Linked DNA regions of Mus musculus: regions 2, 3, 4, 5 and 6 are each linked to region 1. Evidence: chromatin contacts called from public HiChIP or PLAC-seq and promoter capture Hi-C data. All regions are on one chromosome and are shown on one strand. Each heading gives the region's core, a stretch centred on a gene start, on an enhancer-like site or on the middle of the called end of the contact. The rest is flanking DNA. Distances are from core to core; before and after follow the strand shown.

What was found. Promoter capture Hi-C pulls out the DNA fragments that hold promoters and counts their contacts. HiChIP or PLAC-seq counts read pairs in DNA pulled down with a chosen protein or histone mark. Capture Hi-C pulls out chosen DNA fragments and counts their contacts.
Region 2: a contact with region 1 is called in a promoter capture Hi-C map of liver. The contact joins the promoter of Rtl5 here to the promoter of Foxo4 in region 1. A contact is called at or near these places in 1 of 115 datasets of contacts at active chromatin or transcription factors (memory CD8 T cells) and 2 of 9 other capture datasets (adipose tissue and liver).
Region 3: an H3K27ac HiChIP or PLAC-seq map of microglia shows a contact between it and region 1, with 6 times the contacts expected there. The contact joins the promoter of Ercc6l here to the promoter of Foxo4 in region 1. A contact is called at or near these places in 2 of 39 promoter capture datasets (both in liver) and 1 of 115 datasets of contacts at active chromatin or transcription factors (microglia).
Region 4: a contact with region 1 is called in a promoter capture Hi-C map of embryonic stem cells, with 5 times the contacts expected there. The contact joins the promoter of Gdpd2 here to the promoter of Foxo4 in region 1.
Region 5: a promoter capture Hi-C map of erythroid cells shows a contact between it and region 1, with 2.4 times the contacts expected there. The contact joins the promoter of Kif4 here to the promoter of Foxo4 in region 1. A contact is called at or near these places in 7 of 39 promoter capture datasets (the C10 cell line, cranial neural crest, erythroid cells and 4 more), 1 of 115 datasets of contacts at active chromatin or transcription factors (double positive thymocytes) and 2 of 9 other capture datasets (adipose tissue and liver).
Region 6: a contact with region 1 is called in a promoter capture Hi-C map of erythroid cells, with 5 times the contacts expected there. The contact joins the promoter of Pin4 here to the promoter of Foxo4 in region 1. A contact is called at or near these places in 2 of 39 promoter capture datasets (erythroid cells and pre-B cells) and 1 of 115 datasets of contacts at active chromatin or transcription factors (memory CD8 T cells).

The regions. Positions count from the first base shown.
Region 1 is chrX:101,252,472-101,256,006 of GRCm38.p6, forward strand. Foxo4 (forkhead box O4) reads left to right here and starts at 2,057. Exons shown (of 3, transcript NM_018789.2): 1 at 2,057-2,802. The coding sequence starts at 2,350.
Region 2 is chrX:102,069,112-102,072,723 of GRCm38.p6, forward strand. Rtl5 (retrotransposon Gag like 5) reads right to left here and starts at 2,196. Exons shown (of 2, transcript NM_001278534.1): 1 at 1-2,196. The coding sequence starts at 1,751. It overlaps Nhsl2 (NHS-like 2), which reads left to right. Exons shown (of 8, transcript NM_001163610.1): 2 at 2,213-2,368.
Region 3 is chrX:102,155,527-102,158,919 of GRCm38.p6, forward strand. Ercc6l (excision repair cross-complementing rodent repair deficiency complementation group 6 like) reads right to left here and starts at 1,565. Exons shown (of 2, transcript NM_146235.3): 1 at 1,382-1,565. The coding sequence starts at 1,449.
Region 4 is chrX:100,728,556-100,732,042 of GRCm38.p6, forward strand. It overlaps Gdpd2 (glycerophosphodiester phosphodiesterase domain containing 2), which reads left to right and starts at 1,292. Exons shown (of 16, transcript NM_023608.4): 1 at 1,292-1,640. It overlaps Gm52438 (a long non-coding RNA gene), which reads right to left and starts at 613. Exons shown (of 3, transcript XR_003953096.1): 1 at 202-613.
Region 5 is chrX:100,624,359-100,627,846 of GRCm38.p6, forward strand. It overlaps Kif4 (kinesin family member 4), which reads left to right and starts at 1,707. Exons shown (of 30, transcript NM_008446.2): 1 at 1,707-2,230; 2 at 2,346-2,460. The coding sequence starts at 2,111. Pdzd11 (PDZ domain containing 11) reads right to left here and starts at 1,583. Exons shown (of 7, transcript NM_001356384.1): 1 at 1,528-1,583; 2 at 930-1,029; 3 at 437-520; 4 at 175-231. The coding sequence starts at 1,016.
Region 6 is chrX:102,117,694-102,120,913 of GRCm38.p6, forward strand. It overlaps Pin4 (protein (peptidyl-prolyl cis/trans isomerase) NIMA-interacting, 4 (parvulin)), which reads left to right and starts at 1,776. Exons shown (of 4, transcript NM_027181.2): 1 at 1,776-1,871. The coding sequence starts at 1,829.

The DNA of each region.
Region 1 (3,535 bases), core at 807-3,306:
TGGCTGGAGAGATGGCTCAGCAGTTAAGAGCACATATTGCTCTTACAGAGGACCTCAGTTACATTTCCAGCACCTAAGCACGTAGCTCACTATTTGCCTGTAACTCCTGCTCCAGGGGATCATGGCCTCTGGCCTTCCTTCTCAGGTACTTACAGTCATGCACTCACGTCCACATATGTCCACATAATTAAAAATTAAAAATCAAAAGAACGGATGGTGGTGGCACAGGCCTTTAATTTCAGCATTCGGAAGGCAGAGGCAGGTAGCTCTCTAGAAGATGGAGGCCAACCTGATCTACATAGTGAGTTTCAGAACAGCTGAGGCTATACACAGAAACTCTGTCTAGCAAAACTAGACAGGGATTGGGGGGAAGAAGATTTCTGTTAAACAACTAAACAACAACAATAAAAAGACAGAAAGAGGATGCAAAGGGAAAGTTATTATAAGGTGGAAGCATTTCTAGAAAATAGGGGGAAACTACAGCTGGTTCAAACTTAGTGTGCTTAGTTGAAAGATGGGGCAGGAAAAGTGTAACTTGAACCTGAAGAGCTTTCCTAGAGTTTGAACATTACAGTACTTTGGATTTTTAGGCCCACCTGTTTCCTTGTGTAAATCACTTGATCTCTGAGATCATCTGTATTTTCATCTATAAAACAGATATAATAGTGGTTAACCATACCTTGCATGGTTAAGTGAGCTGTAAGTGAGCTAATTTTGATATGCTGGTTTGAATAAGAATGCCCCCCATAGGCCCACTAGGAAATGGCTTTATTTGAAAGGATTAGAAGGATTAGAAGCCGGTGCACTGTTGAAGAACTTAAACCCAGTCATAATGTCTCCATTTAGAATTTGGAAGTAGCAAGTTACAGAAGTGGAAAGGTGACCATCAGTGTGGCTGAGAAGGTTAGGTAGACCCAGAACAGCCTCTAACCAAATTCAGAGCTTAAGAGTAGGGATCGGGGATTTAGCTCAGTGGTATAGCACTTGCCTAACAAGGGCTAAGGCCCTGGAGTCGGTCCTCAGCTCCAGAAAAAAGACAAAATAACAGAGGTTAAAGGTAGCTAGAGGGTGGAGGTATAGGTGCAGAAAGAGATTAAAAAAAAAAAAAGTTCAGTTGGAGACATGTTGAATGAGAAGCCATTGAAGATCAGAACAAGGAGAAGATCAGTATTTCAGAGGCCTGCATAGCTGACAGAGGAAACTAGCAAGACTGTCTGTGAAATGTACATAGAAAATGGAGAGAGTGCACCATAACCAATGAACACTGTTTGTTGTTACACAAGCTTCCCTCTCAACTCCCCAAGTGAGTGTGTCTTATTTTCTAATCAGATCCCTACTTGTTGATACTCTTTCTGCTTCTTATAAGGGCAATACATTTTCACTTTGCTTTCTTAGTGAAGGATGGGAAAATCTAGCGTCTTTCAAAACGATCTTTTGGGCGACCCCGAAACTCGAGGAAGTGGGTGAAAAGGGAAGGAATGAGGAAAAATATTTTTAAGAAAAGAAAAAGAGTCCGGGACGACCTCTAATCATTAAAGTTCCACCTCCCCACATCCTGCCACGCGCCGCTCTCCTGCGGCCGATATCGGACTCCTGATCGCAAGGTAGGACGGGAGATGTAGTCTTCGAGAACGACCAGGGTGGCACGATTCGAGAACTCAGTTTCCCAAGTGGCTCCTGAGGCGCGTGCGCAGATGGCTGCCCCAGCGAGTGGTAAACAGAGACGTCTGGCGGGGGCTGCTGCTTGGAGCAAAACAAAAGGGAAACCCGGGGGGCGGGGGGTGGGGGGGTCCGATAGGGGATTCAGTTCTGGAGTTGGGGAGGCTGGGGCCGCAAGAACCTTGACCCTCTCAAGAGTGACCTGGAGGGAAGAGGCGAGGGGAGGGAGAGCCAGGGGAGGGACAAGTGACGCCCGGGAGCGGGGCGTGGGGGAGGGCAGCGATCCGGGTGGAGGAAATTTGGGAGGAGTGTCCGGGGGGCAGCAACTTGAAAGGGGGAGGGAACTTCGCTGAGGAGACGTTCGGTGATGGGAGCGCAATGTATGAGGGGATACGGTGCCTCAGGTTTAAAAGAGCAGGAAGCTGAGTGAGAGGGTGCAGAAAGTGCCTTCGCTAGGCGGAGGTTACAGGTGGTGCCTCAGAGCGCTACTCTGAGGCTGCAGCCCGGACTCCGGAGGGGATCGGAGAACGGAGTGAAAGGGACAGTTTAGGAGCTAGAGTCCGGAGACGAGGGAGAAGTTCGTGACTTTCTGAGAACTGGAAAGAATGTGTTTCCCCCCTTGGGGGAGGCATGGTGAGGGACTGTGGCAGGCTCCACTGATCGCTGAGCTGCAGAGGTTCGACCCCACGTATGGATCCAGAGAATAAGAAGTCAGCCACAGGGGCTGCCGCGATCCTAGACCTCGATCCCGACTTCGAACCCCAGAGCCGTCCGCGATCCTGCACCTGGCCCCTTCCTCGACCAGACCTCGCTACGGAGCCACACGAACCGTCCGAGGTGGAGCCCAGTCTGGGACAGAAGGTACCCACGGAGGGACACTCCGAACCGATCCTGTTGCCCTCTCGGCTCCCAGAGCCGGCAGGGGGCCCCCAGCCGGGAATCCTGGGGGCTGTAACAGGTCCTCGGAAGGGAGGCTCCCGCCGGAATGCCTGGGGAAATCAGTCATATGCAGAACTCATCAGCCAGGCCATTGAAAGCGCCCCGGAGAAGCGGCTGACACTCGCCCAGATCTACGAATGGATGGTCCGCACGGTGCCCTACTTCAAGGACAAGGGTGACAGCAACAGCTCGGCAGGATGGAAGGTAAGTATGACTCCCTTACCTTCACGCCATCCACCCTTGGACCCCTCTAGTTACTCTCACTCCGGGGCCCCCCATTACCGCCTTTCCACCCCTTTGGAAAGCCCAAAGATCCACCTTTAATCTTCAGTTAGACAGGCATTTACTTAGTACATAGTATATACCACACTCTGAGCAGCTTGAAGCAGGAGGATCGGAGATGAATAAGACACTGTCCCTGCTCTGAGGAAAATCGAATTCTCTACTCGCTACTCAGCACTTTGGCTTGAGCTGCTCCAAACATTTATTCCCACAGAGAAGTCTTTATCCTATGTACAGCAGGAACTGTGTGGATTCTCCACCGGCACCTAGCCTTCCCTCCTCCCTCCCCTCCCACCCAACACCTTTTGGCCCATTCCTGCGGGATTACTCGGATTCCCTGCTCGCCTCCCAATACCTCAGTGAACAGAACTGTTCTACGATTGCTCTGCCCAAGAGGGAGTGGGCGGTGAAGGGGGGCAAAGTGGTTGGTATCCATGGGGAAAGGTAGCGACCTTGTGCACTAAGGAAAGAGGCCCGCAAGCTGCTATCTGCCTCAGTTTACCTTCTCCTGACGAAAATCCTTCCTTGTAAGGCGCTCTCCAAACTCACGGGGAAAGTCTTTGTTCAGGAATACTACTCATGGAGAAAGGAGGTATCATATAGCTTTGACTTTCGAGTCCAAGTTGGTCCTTGGTCTTTCTTGAAGAAACTGGGA
Region 2 (3,612 bases), core at 946-3,445, 820 kb after region 1:
GTGAGGCAGAAGAGCACTGAGGGACATCTTCGCATTTGGCGTTGCCCCAAGCGACCTGCATGGCGCATCAGTGGTGGCGGGCTGTAGAAGGATGAATTGGTCCCGGGAAGGCCCTCCAGAAGTGGGACTCGATTCTGGCTCCTCTGTCTGCTAGAATGCATTACAGAAGGGGATACCCCCAGGTAATTTTCAGCATGGTAGCCTATGGCGGAGCTAATGGTCTGGGTTGACGTGTCAACAAGGACAGGTTCGTCCATCACCATGAGCTCTCCATGTAGGCCGTGGTGGTGGGCAGCAAGTGTGTGCACATGGGCGTGTATGTGCTCGTGCACATACACATGCTCGTGCTCTATCTCCTCCCTCTCTTGCTCCTGCTCTGGCTCCAGGACCCTAACGATAACTTCATCTTCTTCTTCATACTTATTCTCATCGCTATCCTCATTCTTCATCTCCTCCTCCTTGTCTTCCTCCTCCTCTTCCTCCTCCTCTTCCTCCTCGTCGTCGTCGTCTTCATCCTCCTCCTCAAATTCATAATCCTCATCCTCGTCCTCATCCTCCTCATCCTCCATCTCGTCTTCCTCTTTCCTCATCTCCTCCTCTTCCTCCCTCATCTCTTGTGGGAAAGCTGTCATGTGCTGCCTCTGATCCTTCAGATAAAGCCTGTACCCGCCTGCCTCTTCACCCTCACCCTCATTTTCACTGTAGAACTCCACACCTTCATTTTCATCCTCATTAGGAATTAGTGCAAAGGGGCAGCAGCTATTTTGAACTCCAGTGAGCGAGGCTGTCTTGGGGACACGCACTTTCCTTTCTATCTTGACACACTCAAGAATCAGCTCATCCAGGTCGGCCACTTCAGTTGACCATAAGAGTTCCTTTCGAAAAATTTCTGACAAGCCTTTGAGAAATTGGTTTTGGAGGCGACAGTCATCCCAAGACAAGAACTGGGCCAAGAACTGAAAAGCATCTGCATAGCTGCCCAGGGTACAGTTTCCCTGCTTGAGCTTGCGTATGGCCTTTTTAGCCACGCGTGAGGGGATGGGGCCACAGAATTCCTTACGGATTTCATCCAGGAAGCGCGGGAAGTTGGCATGCAAGGAGCTTCCTTCCTGAGTGACTGAGATAGCCCAGTCTCTCGCTTCCCCTGTGAAAAAGGAGATGAGAAATGCCACCCGTTCCGCGCCCCCAGGGAAGTGATCCTCGTGATCTGCTATGAAAGTCTCTAGCTGCATCAGAAATTCAGCCAGGTACACTGGGTCGCCTGAAAAGGGTTCTATGTCTGGCCGCTCCAGCGGTGGCAAAAGGAACTCAAAGGTTGGCTCCTTTAACATGGGGGAGTGCAGTTCCGGCTGGGACGGGCTGGGTGACAGAGGAGGGTCACTGGACCCGTCGGGGTTGGTATAGTCCTGGACCACATTAATCAAAAGATCATCTGAGACGTACTCGGGATCTGTGCGTGGAGGAGGCCAGCACAGGAAAGGCACCTCCTCCTCCTCCTCTTCCTCCTCCTCAGGAGTGGGATCAGTCTCATTGAGCAGGAACTCAAAGTTCTCCTCGGCAAGGACCGGTACTATGGGCATGGGCCAGCGGATGTAGCTCGAGACATTGCCCCGCAAGGAATTAACCTCGGCCAAGGCTCTTCCGAGCTGCAGGCCCAGCTGGACATTCTCTCCTCGAAGGGCATTTAACTCCTCTCGCAGGGCCACATTCGCCAAGCGGAGGCTATTGAGATTTCCCGCCGCTTCAGACATTGTGACAAGTTCCTGGGGCTTTGAGTGCTGGGCACTTGGGGGTAGGGAGTTATGGGGAGTGCAGGAGGAGGCAGAAATGAGGAGGTGGGCGTGGGAGGAGACCAACGTGCGGCGACAGGGCGACCCGGCGCAAGCGAGCCCGGGCCACACCCACAGGGGCTCGGTCCGGGACGCGTTACCTCGTGGCAGGGGTCGGAGAGAGAGCAGGCAGCAGCTCGGGACCTGGAGGCGGCAGGCGCAGGAGACAGACGAGACGCTGGCAGAGGTGACGCCAACAGAGGCAGGCAGAGTAGGAGGGAAGGGACTGCGGCAGGATCTGTCGAGGAAAAATCTTGCAGACAGCGATCCCTCTCGCCTTTTAAGCTCAGCTACGCGCGCCCCCCGCAGGGGCGGGCCTTCGGGAACCGAGGGAGCCCACTGGCTCCCGCGGCTGCGCTCTCACTCACTCTCTCCTTCCCTAGCTGCAGCTAACTCGGGTCGGGAAAATGCGACAGCGACTGCCCACTCGAGGTCGTCATGGCGACAGCCAGTGAACGTGTTCCTCTCCTCGGGCAGGCCCCCGAGTGTAGAGGAACTGCTTCGCGAGGCGCAGCTCAATCTCCAGAGCCTGTTGCAAGGTACTGCGAGGGTGGGGGGCTGCCTTAGAGGCAGCTGCGCAGCAGGAGGGAGGCAAAGAAGAAATGGGGAGCAGCAAAAGAAAAGAAAACAGTTCCAAACCATCTCTCTTTTCACCTTCCAGACTGATGATGCTAACATTCTGTTTCCAGTGCTGTTGCTCCCTTCCTCCCTCCCTTTTTGGTTCAGTAGTCCATAAAGGGAGAAAGGATACAGGCTGAGACAGGGTAGTGGTCAAGCAATTCACGGAGAAGGAAATGGGAGACTCCCTCAATGGGGACCCACATTCCTTCCAGCCCTCCTGTTATATAGCCCATGCCTTGGGATGCTGGCACCAGAAAACAAAGGGGTTTCTCCTTACCTGGACTTCACACACTCTGCTCTTGTAATAACCTCCCAACCACAATGAGCTCCTCCATATATCTCTCCAAGCTGAGGATGTAGCTTAGTGGTAGCATGTGCAAGGCCCAAGCTTCTATGTCCAGCACCACAAAAAAAAAAAAAAAGCCATCTCTTGTACCTTTGAGTTTCTCTTACTACTTGAGTTTTTCAGAGACACTGGACACAGGGCTGAATTCCCCCAGGAGGTGCCCAATGGATACGAAATGTACAAAATATCTTGTCAGTTCTTATATCTCCGTGCCAGCATATATTAATCCCAGTGCAGAACAGAAAACATCTGATGGGCCTCCCAAGGGGGATACAGTGGAAACCCCCAGCTCCCCGAAAAGGGCAGTAGTGACCTTAGAGAAGCAAGATGCTAAGAGATAATCATGAGCCCTGTGTCCAACAAGGAAGAGCTACCATGCAAGAGGGGGAGGGGAGTGAATGTGCTAGTTTAGCAAAGGTAGAATTAGGACCAGGAAGCAGAAACTCAGAGAGAGGCAGACCTCCACCTCCAGACAAAGAAAAACTTTTCCAACATGCCCAGGGGCCACAGTTCAAAGGGAAGAGTGCTCTTTGGGTATCTGCCCTGAGACTTAAGAGCACCTGGAAGGGCTTCTGAAGAGGGAATCGGAGCAGAGAGCGCAGACATTGCTGCAGAGAATCAGCCCTGAGAGCAGCCTCAGCACCAGATTCAGAGCACACAGAGCCTGGAATGTCCATTCTGACCTCTCACTTTCTGCATGTCATCTAAGCCATGGCTTTGGTCAGGCCCGTTCACATCTTACACATACTTCCGTCATCATGTGTCCATGAACTTGGCTGTCTTCTATGCCACCACCTTCGGTTTCCTGACTTTTAG
Region 3 (3,393 bases), core at 315-2,814, 900 kb after region 1:
GAGACTCATTAACTTTGCTTCCCTCTGGTATGTCTTGAAATTCTTTTCTCCATTTTTATCTAAGAGGAGGTCCCTCGAGGGAAAACTCTACTTAGAGTACTGGTGGCTCTGTCCACTGACTGATCGTTGATTCACTGGAACATGGTGCTATGTACCTGTAATTCCATCACTATGTGGACTCAGAGAGAAGGATAGAGTTCAAGAGCAGCCTGCCTCAAAAAAAAAAAAAACAAAAAAAAACAAAACCTATGCCTGGCAGTGATGGCGCTAGCCTTTAATCCAAGCACTGAGCAAAAGTTAGTGGTATGTGGGTCTCTGTGAGTTCAAGGCCAGCCTGATCCACACAGAGAAACCTTGTCTCCAAGGAAAAAAAACCCTACAAGTTAACAACATAAATCTACATACTGTAGAGAGGACTCTGTAGTTAAGAGGACTAGGTGCTTGCTCTTTCAGAGGACTCTGGTTCAGTTCCCAGCACCCACATGGTGGCTCACAACCCTCTGTATCTTCAGTCTCAGGAGGGGATGGCACACACCCCATTATAGTTGTGATCTTTTTTCCTCTACTTAGGGGTGGTTTTGAGCAACCTTTTCATGTGCCTGTTTGCCATTATGTGTTTTTTAAGAGAAATGTCTACAAATCCTTTGCTAATATTTTATGTAGTCTTTTAAAAATTATATAGGCATAGACGGGTGTTTTGCATATGCGCGCGCGGGGCGGGGGTGGGGGGGCGCATGTACATCACATAGGTACCAGAACATAGGATCCTGTAGGACTGGAGTTACATAATGGTTGTGAGCTACTATGTGGGTGCTGGGAATTGAACCTGGGTCTTCTGGAAGAGCAGTCAGTGCTCTTAACCTCTGAGTCATCTCTCCAGCCCTGCACTACAATTTTTAATAGTTAAATATTCCAACCTAGGCATCTGGTGAAAGCGTATTCATTCACTGGGCTTAATGGTTCCTTTGGGGGCATATGTCTTCCCTTCGTAACTGGACCCCCTTTCTTTTAATGGCAGCACTCTGGTCGGGAAATAAAACATTTTACAGCATCCATCAAACACCATAAAGTATTTCTGTTTCAGATCCCATTTTCACTACCCAATTGCTAACAACTTAGGGACTATTTTTCCTCTTTTCTCCCAGGTCTGGCGGTTGGCGAGTTAGAAAGACTCAAAGATTTCATCAGTTAATTAAAATTCAGGCTCTTAAAGAGTTCATACTCAAGAGTTATTTGACTTACGAGTGACTTGGCAGGGCGAGCTCCCCGAAATAGAAATCTGGTCAAAGCCACAGCAGATCCTAGGGGGAGGTGGGAGCCACTCCACCTCAACCCCAGGCCAGGGACTGCAAGTTCGACCCGTCCGGAGACCCAAACATACCTCAGGTAACTCTCGGCCAGTTGTGGGCTCAAAGTCTCCACTTCCGCTAAGCCTTGGGAAGCCTCCATGGCCAGGGAATCCGGAGAGCCCAGGAAAGGAGACTCCCAGTTAAAACCGCGCTTGAATTTCGCTCGCTCCCGCCTTACCCAGGCTGGGCTCACGCACTAGACTGGTAGAGCCAACTGCCCGCCTCGCGGCGGGCCAATCCGGGATCTGGCGCTCGAGCGCGGTTTCCTGAGCCCCGCCCAGGAAGGTCTTGCGCCTGCGCCCTCGAGCACTGGCGCTAGCTAGCTACGTTAGCTAGAGTGGCCTTACGTTTTGGGTTTTTTTTTTTTTTTTTTTGGAGGGGGGGGGGGCTGCTGATTCACGTGACCGGTGGTGGTTTCAGTTCCGTCCTAACTGCGTGGCGGTGAGTGTGAATGTTGAGTAATGAGAGCGAAGGGAAGGAGTTAAGAGCGTGAGTAAAATGCGCGCTTGTTTCTCTTGTCCTTGTGAGTGGAGGCTGTCTTATTGTACTGGCCCATAGAGGTCTCCATTGCCCCCTTTTCCTCCCCGCCAGTGCCTGGCACTGAACATACTTGGAATTCACACACCTAGAAGTGCAATCCTGCAACTTAAAGCTGACACTGAAGAAGGATTTTCAAAGACAAAGCCTAAGCCGCTCGTGGTGGTGCACACCTCTGATAACAGTGCTTAGGAGGCAGAGGCAGGAGGATCTCAAGATCTAGTCCAGACTGAGCTTGCATATAAACAAGACCCTGTCTCAGAAGTACACACACAAACACACACGCCCTTATTTACGCAATACCAAATAGAGTAGAGGTTATTTATGTATTTGAGAGGTTGGGAAGGGGACATGATAAGAGTTGAATGGGAATGAATGGCTTACAGATTACTCATATATGAAATGATGAAAAAATTAAATGTAAAAAAATAATAATAGCTAGATTTGGTGGCACAAGCCTGTTGGGTTTCAGATCCGGGACAAGTAGCTGAGGTGCATATATAACATACCAAAGTGGACCTGGCCTTCAGGTTCTCCCACCATCCTTCATCCTTGTTACAGGGCATGACTGGCAAACCCCACCCTCTACACTGAACTTTCCAACCCAGAGGCTGGGCCACCCAGCAGCTCTTCATTATGTAATACAGACCTTTTTGGTTTTCCCTCTCTTTTCTCTCTGCATGCCTGCTTTCTCTCTCCCCCTTCTCTGCCTATCTTTCCATGGTGACTTCACTGACACCCCCCTCCTGTATGGTGAATGAACCTGCCTGGAGGCTGCCCCCAATAAACCTGCCTTTATACTTTAATTTGGCCTGAATTGGCTTATTTTGTTCGTGGAGATACCAAAGCCTAGGGTTCCAGCACCTTTGAGGTTGACGCAGAAGGATTACAGATTCAAAATCCATTCAGGCCAACCCAAGCCACTTAGTGAGACCCTGTGAGTGCTGGGGCTATATCTCAGTAGTAGAGCATTTGCTTAGCTCTGTGACTCTATGGCTTCTTTCATTTTGTGAAGATAAACAAATAAGTGCAATTATAATGTGGTTATCCCCTTCAGAAGTTCTAGTTAAGATGCAGTCATTTTCAAAGGCAAAGCTCAGGCCTTAGGGAAATGGAAAAGATACATAAGAGGTCGAGAGCCAACAAAAATTATTCTGGTTTATATATTACTAAGAAAGCCACTCCTGAAGCCCAGAACTCTGGAAACTGAGATAGGATTATGATGAGTTCGAGGCCAGCAAGGACTCAAAACATACTGATGGGGACATGGACATTGTGATTCCCTGAGAAATGGACCCCAACATAAGAGACACTTGCACCAATATAATAAACTATTTGGAATAAGACTTCCATTTTGAGCTGGGCAGTGGTGGTACACGCCTTTAATCACAGCACTCGGGAGGCAGAGGCAGGCAGATTTCTGAGTTCGAGGCCAGCCTGGTCTACAGAATGAGTTCCAGGACAGCCAGGGCTATACAGAGAAACCCTGTCTCAAAAAACAAAAAAA
Region 4 (3,487 bases), core at 42-2,541, 520 kb before region 1:
GTACAAAGAGGTGGTTATATAGAGTTACAATGTCAGTGAATATTAGAGCTGGGAACAGAAGCCAGTTACATTTACCATATAGTTCTTTCTAGTGCCCTGCAATCCTACTAATGCTTTTCCGTTTACAGAACAAAACTACTGCCCCCTTGCTTTCTCCCTTAAAAAGGAAGTGGGGGGGGGGGGACAAGGATTATTCCTTACCTTATGCCAGATTTCTTGTCTCCAGTTAGAAGCCAGAAGGGGGGCCAGCCATGCAGTACCTCATACAGGCTATATTTGAAACCTTTTGGGAGTTTGCAAGCCTTGAGGCTCATCCATGCATATCGAATGCTGTCCCCACCCCACCACCCCCAAAAGGCTCTCAAACCATCCCCACGTACAAGAAAACAAGACTCTAGAATCCACCACAACCCAAGCAAAGGAAATTGAAAAACAACCTGCCAAGAATGACTCCCAGTGGAGGACTAGGTGACCCGCTGGCCCTCCCTGGCTTCCTGCCAGCAAGCAGCCTTGCTCCTCTTTGCATTTTAATTCTGAGAGAGTTAGAGAATCTCTGTCATTGCCAAATAGAGCCTCTGGATACAATGGGAAAGCTGAGAGGGAGGGAACCAGCTCCTGGCAGAAGAGAGCCAGTCTCCCTCACTGGATAAAATTGAGTGTGTGGAGGGGGAGGGGAAGCCAGCTTATCTGTAAGGAGTCATCCTTTCCCACCCTCCATAGTGCTCACACACAGACCCCAAGTCACTTCATCAGCCCCAATCCAAGAGCTGTCCATCAACACAGCTCCCATGCAATCCTGTACTTTTTATACTAAGCTGACCACAGCTTGCTAGGCCACCTGCTTCTTTTGTACATGTTCATCTTCCAAAAGCCTGGTACCCTAATACACTATACACTCCTGAAGCCATTCAGTGCTTGATAAACAAGACAGCGAGCCTGATATCCTGAATGAGCACCTGATGGGTGGTGCGGTGAGGGCTATTGAATACATCCACAGGGACTCCTGGTCCAGAAATGGGGCATCTTACTGCCTAGAGTTCATAAAGTCACTTCAATAGCATCACATCGATGGAACTTGCAGAAGTATAAATAGCCCAAGAGGAAAGGGAAGCTAATGATTGGAAGTTGTACTCCTAGGAAGCTTGAGGTTAGACTTCCTTATCCACTCAAGAGTTTCTAGGGGACTGGCAGGGCCCCTTCTCCTCGCTGCCAAGTTGCAAAATTGTGTGGTCACCTCCCCCAGCTTCCCTCCCTCCTATGCCCTCAGTCCTGGCCTCCTAGAGCCAGGACAAAGCCCTCAGGCAGTGACTGGGAGGGGAACAGGAGGAGGGACAGAGGGATGGGGAAGGCTGCACAAAGGAATTCCTCACACCAAGCCCCCTGACTGCCAGCTCCAGAGAGTAAAGAAGCCGACCTCCTCTCCAGCTAGCTCACTCGCTCATCTTCCCACCATGACTGTGCTCGAGCCATAGCGCCTCTCCCGGCCTTCCAAGAGGACCCACACTTCTTCCTGTAGGTGGCAACAGTGACACCTGTTTGACCAGTGAGGCTGAGCCAGGGACTGCAAGAGGGAGGAGGCAGACAACTCGGAGAGGAGCTGGGAGGCAGAGCTGCGGGCTTGCTTGCTCACTGTGTAAAAGGTGTGAGGGCTCGGGAAGGCTGGGGGCTACCGCTGGGGAGCCGGGAAGCAAAGAGCGGCTCAAGCCGGGAGGGATGGAGCCCAGGGGGCTATGCAGCACCCCTGTCAGATTCCCTGCTCCGGGTCTTTCAGACTGGCCAGATCCTGATTCCATCTTCCAGGCAACTCTTGAGGGAGGTAGGACTCTGGAAATCTGGGGTGCCCGGGTATGACCCTAGACGAAGCAAGGGATGTGGATTGGTGCTCAGGGCAGGATACTGTAGCCCAGTTCCGGGATGGGGAGAAGCAGGGGCCTCTCTTTGGGTTGACCAGTCAGTATAGTGGGAAGGGACCCAGCTCCCACCCCTCCACTACCTAGACGGGACCCTCCTTTCCTAAGGAGAATTTATTAAGGGGGCATCTTTAAGAGCAGACACACCTTGCGTTCTTGCAAGAGCTCTCACACAGAGTGAAAAAGCGACACCGTTCCTTTGTACAGGACAGTTAGATGAGAGAGAGAGAGAGAGAGAGAGAGAGAGAGAGAGAGAGAGAGAAGAGAGAGAGAGAGCAGAGAGGAGAGAAAGAGGGAGAGCATAGAGGGAGAGAGGGAGAGAGAGAGCAGAGAGGAGAGAAAGAGGGAGAGCAGAGAGGGAGAGAGAGAGAGAGAGAGAGGAGAGAGAGCAGAGAAAGAGAGAGAGAGAGATTATCCAGAGGCTCCTTTACATAGTCATTTTGAAACCCATTTTACTGGGAGCCACAAGTCCACTAGTGCACACACATGTTCATCTGCTGATACATGACCCACAGTCACACCCTGCTTATTGCTTACGTTGGTAGTTCAGTAGTAGACTTCTCACCTGCTGCAAACTGCACACCCTCTCAAGTAGAATCACACTCACAAGCCCAGTCTGGTTTGTAGATCTGCTTAGTCTCAGCCGTACTGAGAACCACAAGGCACAGGAATACCCTGCTCCAGAACAATTCCCCTGCCGCCGCCACCACCCCCCCCCCCCGCTACAGACACGCACAAGCAGACACGCACACATGCACCTTTGCCCTGTGTGCTTAATGTACTTTAAGGATAGCTCAGAGGGTGGGGCCTCTGGGACGGGGAAGGTGGGAGTTGGGTTTCTATTTGGGGTGGAGGGTGACTGTATATGATGTCTGGGAAGGAAATGATAAGGCTAGGTTGTGGGGGCGGGGGGGAGACTTGGATTTTCTGGACTGTGCAGACAGGAATGAGGTTCCTTTAGAAGGCAGTGATCCAGGCAGCCTGCTCCCCTCAAGTCTTCTATTTTACAGTGCCCCTAACCCCTGAGAAGTGGACACAGAGAATCTTTTAGTCAGGGGCTTTGTGGTTTGTTCAATCCCGTATCCATAGCAACTAGTCAACTGGCTGTGTCTCTCTCAGCCTGGGGTCAGAATGAGAACCTCAGCTTCAGGTTGACTCCTGCTTTCTGGGGTGCAAGACAGCACCAGGCTGCCTCAAGCTCAGGCAGATCTGCCTTAACTTGCCGAACTGAGTTTGCCCCACCCTGAGGCAATTTCTCCTAAGTTACTCTGGGCAAGCACTCCAAAGCCAGCTTTGGATGTCATTAAATAGGAAGGATCTGGAGAGAGTGGGTACACATATGACGCCTACAAAAAGGCTGGGCCACTGACCTCCCAGGTATCAAAAATAAGGGGCAACTCCAGAAACGGTTCCTCTTTTCTGGGTTTAGAATTTGTCACCTCATGAACTCCAGAGCTCCGGGTCTGCTCTGTGACAGCCAACCTTCCTGCTGAGCAGCATCGAAGGCTTCTATCTACCTGCCCCAGGCTCCTCAGATACATGGAAAGGGAGACTGAGATCTGTCCTCTATGTGGGTC
Region 5 (3,488 bases), core at 457-2,956, 630 kb before region 1:
CAGCATACTGGCCCCAAGTACAGTTCTCAAAGGGAAAGGCTGAATTTCCATTATGTCTATCCTATGACTCCAGCGGGTCATCCATTTTTTTATCTGCTGGGCCACCAGTGCACTTTAATATGATAACAAAGTAGCTAGCCATACAGCCTATCATACACACACATTCACACAGACCTTGGAGATGAAGATGCCTAGCTGCGAGGCCTTTCCTCCTCGGATGTTAAATCCCAACTGAAAGACAAAAGGACACAGGATGCAGACTCAGCAGAGACATAAGAACAGGGACATCTATGTACTCAGAAGAAAAGGAGATGCTGTAGAAGTGCCACCTCTGCTTTTCTGGTCACCTACCTCCCAATCCACATCCACACCCCAACCATGGCCAATTTCTGGCATGGACCAAACGTTACTGGAATAAGAGCCCCTATAAGTTTACCTGAGCACCAGGAGGCTTCTTCAGTGTAACAATTCGGGGCAGAAACTGGGTCAACTCATTGTTGTAGTCTGGGTGGTACACTCTCTGCAAGATACAGCAATCCCCGAAATCTTATTCCCAGTCTTAGATGTGTTACATCTACCTTCTTTTAGAATACCAATAAACCAGATATATGTCAGGAATTGGTAAAGCCATTGACTCAGTTTACAAAGCACAGATAAAACAGTCCAGAGGAGTGGCTGTTTAGTCTCGGGACATGTTAGTGGCCCTATAGATCCCTAGTCCTTTCTTATTGACAGGATGGAAATTAAGGCTCTGAATTTTCAGAATTCACCAGTGTGAAGGGTTCTGGCATGGTGATTCTGCAAGAAGTCACCAGTGGGTCACTGTTGCTCAGAATTCACCTAAGATCCACTCTCCACTGAGTTTCCTAGCCCTGCTACTTTTTCTTTCATAGATCTCATGATTATTCAGGAATGCAGATGGCGCCCACCTCATGAGGAGGAATCCACGCTGGAGGGTTTTCATAGGCCGGCAGGAAAACCACAGGGTAGTCATCATAGGGAATCCGGTTGTCCATTTCAGGCAAAGCCCTGAAAAGGACGAATCAAAGGAAACGAAAATGATTTTAAAAAGGACCAAGCACTCTAAGTTCCAGAAAGCCTTCCAGCCGAGGGCCATTCCTTTATGGGACTAGCCCACAAGTAGGTGTTAAGATTGGGGAGGGGGGGTAGGGAGGAGAGGCAGGCTACAAAACAAAATAACAAAAACAAAAGACAAAAAAATTAATTTTTTAAGCACTCTAATGGCATGTTTGCATTTCTCACAATTCTACAAAAAACAATAGGTGTCACCACTTCCAACCTAGGAAAAGAGAATCTACACATCTACAAAGATCTACTTTAAAACAGCAAGGGAGTGCCAACTCTTAACTATCCCATAGGGATTGGGGCCAGACACAATCTCTAGAGGTGCTTAGTAAACGTGGTGTCCACAGACGGGTTCCGTCTACACGGGCTACCTTCTAGATCCAGGTCCTGCAACCCGCCCGAATCCCGCGCTCGCGACCACTTAACTCAGGGCCACCTCACCGGTAAGAAGGCCTCGGTCAGCGACAGCCAATTCGGCGTCGGAACCGGAAGCGGATGCTCCTACCACCCTGCCGGGGCGGAGCTCTCTTTGGGCGAGCCAGAGCTCCAGCCTCCTTGCGCGTCACGGTGTGCGTGCTCAAGTTCGTCTGCTTCTCACAGGCTGTACGCGCTCCGATTGGCTGGCGCCTCTGGGATCAATTTGAAACTTGGCGGTTAAAGCTCCGGTTGGAACAGGGCGCCAGGGAAGGTCGGTGAGAGGGACGTTTAGTTTGGTGAGTTACCCGGGCACCGCGTTAGCTCCGATTCTGCGCTTTGGAGCACTTTAGGGCTTGGGGTCGCGGTTGCTGTCTCTGCTGGAGTTTCCTTATTGCTGACGCCGCTTCGCCCTGCAGTATTGGGACTGACAAACCTTTAGGCGGTGGCCAAGAGTGACAGGACACCGTGATCCCGCTGGGAGGGAGAGTGCATCAGCGAGTTCCGAGCTCTCCCACCGCCTGAGAAGGGCCTTTCCACTCCTGCCAGCCTCCGGGGGCTCCTGGGAGAGCCGGCTTCACCCAGCACGGACACCTGCTGAGCTGGTACCATGAAAGAAGAGGTGAAGGGGATTCCCGTAAGAGTGGCACTGCGTTGTCGCCCCCTCGTCTCGAAAGAGATTAAGGAGGGCTGCCAGACGTGCCTTTCCTTTGTGCCCGGAGAGCCTCAGGTGGGTAGTCGAGTCTGGAGTGGCTTCCTCCACAGCTGAGGCTGAAAGGAGCGAGGGGCGTGGTCAGGCATTTTTTTTTTAATCCTTCCCCATCCTTGTCTCTTGCCTCTTGCAGGTGGTGGTTGGTAATGATAAATCATTTACCTACGATTTTGTGTTTGACCCCTCTACTGAACAGGAAGAGGTCTTTAATACAGCAGTAGCTCCACTCATAAAAGGCGTGTTTAAAGGTGAGGCTGTCTAATTCACTGGGCGTTTGTGTGTGTGTGGGTGGGTCATATAGGCACTACAAATAAGAGGAATGGATGAAACAGACTTCTGCCTTTAAAAACAGCCCACAGCCTAGTAACACATCCAGTTTATCTTTGACCTAGACATATTTTGTTGTCTTGGGACCTCACAGAGAACCTTTCATTTCAGCACTTGGGAGGCAAAGACTGATGTAGAAGCCATGGAGGGATGTTCCTTACTGGCTTCCTTCCCCTGGCTTGCTCAGCCTGTTCTCTTATAGAACCCAAGACTACCAGCCCAGGGATGGTCCCACCCACAAGGGGCCTTTCCCCCTTGATCACTAATTGAGAAAATGCCTTACAGTTGGATCTCATGGAGGTATTTCCTCAACTGAAGGTCCTTACTCTGTGATAACTCCAGCTGTGTCAAGTTGACACAAAACTAGCCAGTACAACCACCCTCCTTGATTTGGCTTATGCTGTGCTGGAAAGCAAACGCATGGCTTTGTGTATGCTAGACAAGTACTTTGCCAAGTGAGCTATAGGCCCAGACTTTATTGTAAAACTTGAAAACACTGTAGTTATAGTAGTTATAGAAATGTTGCAAGAACAGCATAAAGATGCCATTTTTTTCATAGAATCATTGGTAATAAGTTGTTGATGTTATGATCCCTGAATACTTTACCATATATTTCCAGTAAGCGTCATGACATAGCCATCATAATCACAGAAGTTGCAATGTCTTGTTACTACTTTCTCATCCTCAGCCCTGTTCAAGTGTTGCCAGTTGTTTCAGTAATACCCTTGATAGCAAAGAATTTAGTTCAAAAATCATGGTATGATTAGCTGCTGCGCCCTTCTTATAGTCCCCAAGTCTAAAGTAGTCCTTGAACCTTTGGGCTTTGTGTTTTTTAAAGCCTTCATTGTTTTGATACTTGAAGATTACAAAGCACTTGTATCTTTCTTTTTGCTTTTATCTAACGTTATGATAAAATTTGAGACGGTTTTTTGTGTTTGTTTGTTTTTTT
Region 6 (3,220 bases), core at 526-3,025, 860 kb after region 1:
CATCATAAAACAAAGGGGCCCACGAGTCACCTCCACATCCAGCAGAGACTATTCAAAAGCTAAATTTAGCTTAGGTTGGTGGGACAGGCCTATAATCTAGCATTCAGTAGGCAGAAGTGAGAGGATTGGAAATTTAAGACCAGTTTGGGCTGCATAGTGGGATCCTATCTAAAACAAACAAACAACAACAACAACAAAATTTTAGCCTGGGGTGTGGCTCAACCATAAAGCTCTTGCCTGGCCTTGGTGAGGCCATGAATTTGATCACCAGTATTGCAAAAACAGACAAAAACTAAGCTGAGTCAGATAGCCAAGATAGGACAGTGATCTCATGGAATAGAGGGAAAGATGTCATATACGAAAATTATTGGTAGAGGAGGGGAGGATTGTGGGGGAAAGAGAAAAATGTATCCAAGTGGCACATGATTCCCACCACTTGAGAGGCAGAAGCAGGAGGACATAGTAAGTTCCAGAACAGTCTAGGCTACTAAGCAAGACCTGGTCTCAAAAAGAGAGACTGAGTGAGAAAGAGAGATCAAGAGCACATTGGGATGCAAATTCAAAAGCTATTCATCTTAAGTAAACGCCCCCAGTTAGTCATCGACTATGAAATTATTTCTCATGATACTCCATAAGCAGATACTTTAACAACACCATCTCGCAGAAGATGGAAACTGAGCCCAAGAGCGTCTTCAAGGTCACAGGACTAGTAGAAGGGGTTTTAAAGCAGGTCATGTGCCTCCAGAATCCAAGCTTTAAATTGCCTTATGCTGTGCTGTCATACAAACTTTGAGCTGGAAGGTGGTGGCACATATCTTAAGCCCCAGCAGTTAGAAGATAGAGGCAGGCAAATCTCTGTGAGTTCCAGGACAGCCAGGGCTACATACAGAGAAACCCTGTATCAAAAGAAAAAAGAAAGGAAGCAAAGAAGGAAGGAAAGAGAAAGGAAGGAAGGAAAAAAGAAAAGAACTCTGGAAAAATACAGAGACATGAATACTATATAGATTGACACGAGTGGTCACATGCTATCCTGCTGAACAGCATTAATGCCTTGTTTGTCTTTTAGGTGCATAGATTATGTTCTCCAGGATATATAACTTTAAAAAATCACATTCTACATCTTGGTCTATAATCTTCCTTAAGGCTATTTCTGTACACACAGCTTATAATCGTTATTTTAAAATTAATTTAGGCTGCTTCCAATGTTTCTCCATGACAGACTTCTGCCTGTCACAGGCAATGGGATGATAGGCTTTAAAAAAAAAATTCCATCTTTTGTACCCCATCAACTACTGCTGCAAAAATATAAACAAACAAGTAAGTAAGAAAAGCCATTAGGGAGTGCAGGTCTGTGTCAGTCGGAGAGAGGACGGAAGAAGGCCATTATCTAAACTCCCTCTGCTGTCCCTTTGTCTAGAATCCCCAAAGCAAAAGCCCACGCCAAAGAACTGCAGTGGCCTGAGGCTCGCACTGCGCATGCACAAAAAAGTGGGCGGGGCGAGAGAGAGCAAAGAACAAGTGCAAATGAGGGCAAGTAAAAGCTTTGAAGAACAGAATAGAGGCTGCGCTTTCTCGTCTCTGGGCAACCTTTGTTCCCGCCTCCCCGTAAGGCTTCGGCTTCTCATTGGTCTAACATCTCTAGCTCCTATAGGTCAAAGAACCAAAGGACTGGGTCTGTTCCAAGCTATGCCTGATTCTGGAACCGCAGCAGAAATAGTTGATTGTGACGCTGCTTTCAGGCATTGCGGAGGACATACCTGTGGGGCCTGAGGGGTCCTTTTGCTAGCACCGGAACAGTTGCCGGAGAGTTCATCCGCCAGCTTAAGAGATGCCGCCGAAGGGGAAAAGTGGTTCTGGAAAAGGAGGGAAAGGTAGACCTGCCGAGACAGTCATGGAGCGAGCGTAGGGGTGGATGGGGAGAAGGACAGGAGTAGACCTGCAGCTGTGTGGGGTGGGGGAGGGAGGTGATCATAAGCCGGACAGCAGGGCCACCGGGAGCACCCTGAGCCGCTGTGGTTTATGTTTGGGCTTCTTGTGGTAAGGAAAGATCAGTGCGTGAGGAGCTGCTGTGGTTCAGGGTATCCATGAGGTTTCAGTGCAGGGACCCTCGTGGCGGGCAATAGAAGCTGCTGGGGATGGTTCCTCGTGACCTGGGGTTTATTCCCACTAAAATTGAATCTGATGAAACGCCAGCAATAAAAGGAAGCCTACACTAGTGATCAATCTAGTCCATCTAGGCCTCTTAACAACTAACAGGACGTACCTCCCCCCCCCTCCCCTCCCCTACACACACACATGAGGAGGGACTCGCTTCTTGAAGACCGTTGTTGGGGACAACATTGTGCTTTCAGGCTAGAAAACTAAGACAACTCTTATTCATCGCTGGACAATGTGGGGAAGATAGTAGCCTCTAAGTACTGTGCCGAATGTAGTTGTGAGAGTTATGTTATAGAAGGTGGAAAGAGGGTAAAGAAACAAACTGGAGATACTTTGGGCAGGCTGAGATAAGCAGCAGCAATAGGGTAAAGAGTCCTCAACCCGGAGAGGCCAGCCCCAAAGGCAGTTTAGTATAGCATCGCTGAAGTAAAACTTCAAAACAAATAAGCAAGTTGGGGAAATTAAAACAGAAGAAAACTAAATCATGAGGTGTGCTGTATATGGTGTTAATTAAGGTTGGTTAGGGGCCAGGAGGTCCTTTAAAGAGATGATTTCAAGCCGGGCAGCGGTAGCGCACACCTTTAATCCTAGCACTTGGGGAGGCAGAGGCAGGTGGATTTCTGAGTTCGAGGCCAGCCTGGTCTACAGAGTGAGTTCCAGGACAGCCAGGGCTACACAGAGAAACCCTGTCTTAAAAACAAACAAACAAACAGAGAGGGGAGAGTAGTGAGGGAGAGAGAGAGAGAGAGAGAGAGAGATGATTTCAGTAGTTCTGGTAAGAGAGAGAGTTGGCCTGAACTAAGATTGTGGTTGTAGGAACCCAGAGAAGAGACAAATAAATGGAGTGTAGTAGAGTGATACCCCAGAGGTCCAAGGAACCAAGATGTTGTAAAGAAAGGTCTGAGAAATGGGTGAGGCACTGCAGAGACATGCCACAGCAGTGGGAGGCTGAGGAGGACCTGAGTGTGAGGTCACCAGGGGTACACTGTCCTTTAGCTGCTCAGCTCCTGTTCATCCATCAGGTGGTACCTGGCTAGCTGACATATGTGTTCCCTTCCACAAT